Linked DNA regions of Macaca mulatta: region 1 is linked to region 2. A link is a contact called in public Hi-C data. All regions are on one chromosome and are shown on one strand. Each heading gives the region's core, a stretch centred on a gene start, on an enhancer-like site or on the middle of the called end of the contact. The rest is flanking DNA. Distances are from core to core; before and after follow the strand shown. Region 1 holds the start of SDAD1 (SDA1 domain containing 1). Region 2 holds the start of NUP54 (nucleoporin 54).

Region 1 (2,847 bases), core at 256-2,755, 150 kb after region 2:
CTTTTTATGCCCTCACTAAAATAACCTAACCAAAAATATTTAATTTAAATCTATGCTTTTTAAAAAACTTTTATTGCTTACACTTATTTCTTCACAAGTAACTGATTTGATAATTAATAAATAAGTCATTCTCCAAATGCAACTGAATAACATGGTTTGTGGAGCATTCTTTATTTTGTGTGCAGGTGTGATTACAGAGTTCTTTTATCTGGGGCTCATGTTATCATGGTCACAGATGAGGTTGGCATTCTGTAAAATTGCTTTGGTTAAGCAGAACACTATCATCTGGCTATTTTGCCAGACCAGCAACCAGTTACCAGCTGTTAGGCTATGTTTTTTCTCATGTAGTTACAATCAAGACTGCCTAGATTGAAATCTCATCTTCCCCACAGGCTATGAATTGCGGCAATCTCCCTGAGCTAGTTTCCTCTTCTGTAAAATGGAGATAACAATAGCACCTATTTTGAGGGCTGTTCTGAGGATTAAATAAGTTAATACAAGTGCTCAGAACAGTGCCTGGCACAGGGTGGGTAATTAGGTTTTTTTTTTTTTTCTCTCTCTCTCTCTCTAATTGACAACACCCTACCTCATTCATTCAACCCTTATTGATTTTTCACACCTTGAGATTGTAGAAACGTATTCTCCTCTTCGAATTACCATGATCTGAATTAAAAACTCTGGCTGAGGAGTGCTTACGGAGCTTATAACGATGGTTGAACTTTAACGGATTAATTGCATTTCTTAATGGTCAACATGATCACATTTCATCCAGCACTCTTTTCCCTAAGGGTCACGCTAAGTTGAAACAACCAAAACCAAATTGAGAACATATCTAAAATCATACACATTAACTTATATGACCCTCCTTTCTCTTTTTTCTCCTAAGAGGGAATAGTGCTATCTAGTTTCCATAGTTCTTTTCAGTTTTGTTTTGTTTTTTATACGGAGTTTCGCTCTTGTTGCCCAGGCTGCAGTGCAATGGCGCAATCTCGGCTCACCGTAATCTCCGCCTCCCGTATTCAAGCGATTCTCCTGACTCAGCCTCCCTAGTAGCTGGGATTACAGGCATGCGCCACCACGCCCGGCTGATTTTGTAATTTTAGTAGAGACTGGGTTTCTCCATGTTGATCAGGCCGGTCTCGAACTCCCAACCTCAGGCCCACCTTGGCCTTCCAAACTGCTGGGATTACAGTAGTGAGTTTCTAACTTTATACAGTGGGATTAAAAACAAACTATTAATCCTCATTTTGGTGCTTCATATGGGTGTCGGGATGATGACATATGCTAATACACGTGAAAAAATTCACATTTCAGATCCTTTCAGAAACGCTGGGAAGTAGTAGTAGCATATGCCCAACGGCGAGGGGCGGGACACTGGGGGGATAGCTCTCCAATATACCACAGAGCATTTTGGCAACGAGAATAATTTTGACATTCTGAGGCTTCCGTAGCATAATTCGCTTTAGGAACCGCTACGGTGTCCCCTGCTTAGCGTCCCATGTGCTGTTTCCGGTCATGCCCGGAAACACGAGTCCAAGCTGTAGCTGGCCGGCCGTCTGAATTTTATTAAAAGTGCTCGCCGCGACGCTAGTCTGCAGCCAAAATGTCCAGCAGAAACAACAACAAGCTGCCCAGCAACCTGCCGCAGTTACAGAATCTGATCAAGCGAGACCCGCCGGCCTACATCGAGGAGGTGGGAGTGCGGCGCAGCAAACGCTAGAGGCCGGATGGTGGATAGTTGAGACGCCAGTGGGGGAAAGCATTAGAGTGGGGCTGGGATCCAGGCTCGCCGCCTATTCTGTTAGGTTCAGGGGTCCCTCCAGAGGAGAGAAGGGGTTGGGGAAGAGACATGCCTTACGGTTCGTTCCCCACCTCTTGAAAATCTGTTGCCCTTTGGATTTTCTACCTGCCCTGTAGACCCTGCTGCCGCTGAAACACCTTTAAAACCTCATTTTGTTTTAAGATATTTTTCTCCGACCGCACGGAGGTGGAGAGGGAGAGATGGGCCGCACCCAACCACCAACTTCCACTCGGGTTTCTCAACCTTTTTTCAGAAATCCCAAACTTGAATTAGTCGGTAACCCTTATTGAATCGTATGTTAGAATGCTTTCGATTGACGTCCGTTTCTAAGAGCCGGCTGTGTACCGTGGACTGTGCCAGGAAAGAGTGGGGGTTTCTCAAGCACAAGGGACAGACTCGGGAGCTTAGTATATGTAGTTAAGCCAGGATTCAAACTTACCGGAAACTGGCATGACTCGAATGTCAGAATTTGCTTCGGGAAAAGATTAGGTTGAAAAATTAGGCCCTCATTGTGATGGGCGTTGTACACTAACCTTATATAAGTTGTGAACATTAGGGGTGTTTGAACCCAGTACCGACAAAATGAAAGTGGTTTTGATGTATTAATCTGGCAGGTGCTTCCTTCGGACACCCATTTATCAGACAGGCATTAAACAGGTATCTCTGCTAGGTATTTACTGCAATTACATGTTTGTGCTTCTACCAGGTTGTGATTTGTTGAATGGCTAACACAATTACTCATTTTTTCATTGCCCTTCTCACTTCCCTCCTCCCCCAAATTTTCACATATAGATATTTTATGAGTGCTTTTTAACACATGGCAATCTCAGTGGCTTAGGTCACCAGTAGAGAGAGCCTCTCCAAGGATCAAGATAGTGGAAATAAAGAGTAGGAAACAAGTACAAGAAGTTAAGTAACATAGGCAAGACTTTGAGATGCTTAAAGCATTGTATAGCCATTCGCAAAGAAAGTGATAAGTTGAGAGTCCATATAATTCCGTTAGATAACTCGTCCTCCTGACTCTGTTGTTAACCAGTTGTGTAACC
Region 2 (2,739 bases), core at 28-2,527:
CAGGAAGTTGTCCTTGAATCCTTACTCCCCATGTCCAAATACTACAAGTCTTATATATGCTACTTCTTAAGTATCTCTCAAATTTATTCTCATAATTCCACTGCCAGATATAATCCAAGTCATCATCATCTCTTACCTGTGCAACTACAACAGACTCCTAAAAGCTCTACCTTCCCGAGGCATGCTGGCTCCTTCCAATCCATTCTCCTCATGGCAGCCAGAGGGATCTTCTAAAAATAAAATTCTAGTCATACTAGTCCTCTGCCTAAAACCCCTTAAAGGTTTCCCATTACCCTCAAGAAATAGTCTGAAATCCTTACCATAATTTACAAGGCAATATAATATAATGGTAATTTTTACAAATTGGGACTCTGGAGTGGAGAAACATGAGTTCAAAACTAGACTCCAGAACCTACTTGCAAGGTGACTTTGGGCAAGCTGCTTAACAACTCCAAACCTCAATCCTCTCATCTCACCTGCAAAATATAGTTACAGAATCTCCTCTATTGAGTTATTCTGAGGATTAAATAATATTACAAGTAAGATGGAGGGGGACCACTCTTCCCCTCTTTTTCAGTGCTCCTTAGAGCTGTGGTTAGGAGTACTGACTCTGGACACAGCCTGACCCTCTGGTACCTGTTTCCTCTTTTATAAACTGGAGATAGCAGGAACCAACCTCACAAGATAGCTGAGAATTAAATTATGTAAAATGTCTAGAAGAGTGCCTGGCACAGAGTAAACGCAACGTGTTTGCTACAGTTCCATTCTCTTTCATTTCTTCCAACGTGCACCCTCTTTACTTCTTCTGCTCCGCCTACTCATCCTTCAGCACTGGGTTCAAATACCATCTCCTCGTGGGTGGTGGTGGGTTCTCAAACCCAGCCCAGCTGCCCGACCTCCCAGCTCCACTCTTTGATGGGGCAGCAACTTCAACCCTACCACATGCAAATTCTAGCTGTTTACCGCGTATCCCTACAGTAACAACTTCAGCCTCTGCACATCTTTCCCAAAGAACCTCCCTACGGCAGTTTTTAAAGGACTCCCAGGAGGCACACCCTCGCCAGCGTCCCAGCATTTTACCTTAACAGTGATGCCCCACATCTTGTGAACCCCACCGGAAGTGAGCCGGCTGGGGGCGTTCCCTCACAACCACCCGGCTCCTACGCCCTTGGCGCCTTCCGGCCTTTTAGGCTAGGCCAGAAAGGAGGCGGAACTCGGTGATCTGACTGGCGGTTTCCGGGCCGGACTGAGAAGAGGAGCGCGCTGCGCGTCGCGGGAGTAATCTCCTTGGTCTCCTGCTCTCGCGACATGGCCTTCAATTTTGGGGCTCCCTCGGGCACCTCCGGTACCGCTGCAGCCACCGCGGCCCCCGCGGGTGAGTGATCCCCCTGGACCTTCACCCGGGAAGGAGGGGAAGGGTCTGGTCCGCCCCCTCTGTCCGAGACTCTCCGATCTGGGTATCCTGGGATCTCCCGCCGACGCGGAGACTTTAGAGGCATTGGGAAAGGGCGGGCGGCCGCAAAGTGGGCCGAGGCGGCTCCCGAGGAGGCCGCGGGGGTACTCGAGGTCCCACTAGAAGCTCGCGCGCCGCGCGTGAGTTTCCACAGGGCCCTGGCTTCAGCGGTTCGCTTCCCGCCACCGGGGAGTTCTACTCAGAGAAATTGGAGGTTGCTCCCCTCTCACCTTGCCCGAGAGCCTCCCTCCCTCCCTTCTGCACCTCAGCCTCCCAGATAGGCGGGAACGCTTGCGTGATTCCCGCTGCCAGCGAGGATGGGGCTGGGGATCCACCGGCACTCCCATTGACTCCCTTAGTTCCAGCCCCGGCCCCTTGTGGTCCTCGCTATGGGGCTTATCCGTCGTGCTTCTTCCATCTGCCCCACCCCACCCCCACTCTGCTTTCTTAAACTGTTTGGAGCAAAACCAGGTTTGTTCACTTCTGTGAAACCTCCTGCTGATTCTTGTAATCCTTACCTTGCTTTCTTTTCTTTTTCCCTCTCCCCCTTTTTAAAATTTTGTTTCTTTGCCTACACGCCTATCAGGATTTGGTGGGCTTGAGACTGCCAACTCCACCGCCAGTGGGTTTAATTTTGGGGGTTTCGGATTAACTGCTAATCCTGCAGTGAACTTTAATATTGGGAATTTCGGTGTTTCTACTACCTCGGCGACTCCGTTCAATTTTGGTAACAGTCTGGCAAGTGCAGGTAGATACTGCGGGTTGTATGTGTAACGAGTGTTGGGAGCTGGAGTCCAAGAATATTGTGGTTCCTGGAGTTTGGGAAGGAACTGTTACTTGTTTAATAAGGAAAGGAAATTTGTTTCCTGATCTCAGATCAAAAACATTTATATCAAGTTTTTAGTACCTTAAAAGATGTGGTTTAGGGAAGTTTTGCAAGTTGTGTTCCTTTATTAAATGTGCACTTATCTTCCAAATGATAAGCATTTGGATTATAATTTTGAATGGACTATATCTTTTAAATTATTAGATAAGACTTCCAAAGTATAAACTCACCACCAGTCAAGCCCATCCTGGGATTCTTGGACTCCTGCAGTCATTTTTCATTTTTTCTGCATCTTTCATTGAGATTTCATTTTATTGTCCTTCTGTTTCCAAAGAGAAACAAGTCTTATACGAACAGCAGTAACCTGTTTTGTTTTTTAACTTGTGTTATAATGATAATAATGTATTTCTTTGGTCAACTCAGCAGATTAGGATACTATAAGATGTGTAATTTCTATAAG

The links. Hi-C and Micro-C count contacts between places; a contact is called where the count stands out from the background.
Region 1: a contact with region 2 is called in a Hi-C map of fetal cortex germinal zone, with 2.2 times the contacts expected there. The contact joins the promoter of SDAD1 here to the promoter of NUP54 in region 2. A contact is called at or near these places in 5 of 14 Hi-C or Micro-C datasets (CD4 T cells, blood, fetal cortex germinal zone and 2 more).

What each region holds. Positions count from the first base shown.
Region 1 is chr5:57,819,715-57,822,561 of T2T-MMU8v2.0, forward strand. SDAD1 (SDA1 domain containing 1) reads left to right here and starts at 1,506. Exons shown (of 23, transcript XM_078003477.1): 1 at 1,506-1,693.
Region 2 is chr5:57,667,076-57,669,814 of T2T-MMU8v2.0, forward strand. NUP54 (nucleoporin 54) reads left to right here and starts at 1,278. Exons shown (of 12, transcript XM_015138496.3): 1 at 1,278-1,375. The coding sequence starts at 1,309. LOC106998347 (a long non-coding RNA gene) reads right to left here and starts at 1,127. Exons shown (of 2, transcript XR_013417891.1): 1 at 1,081-1,127.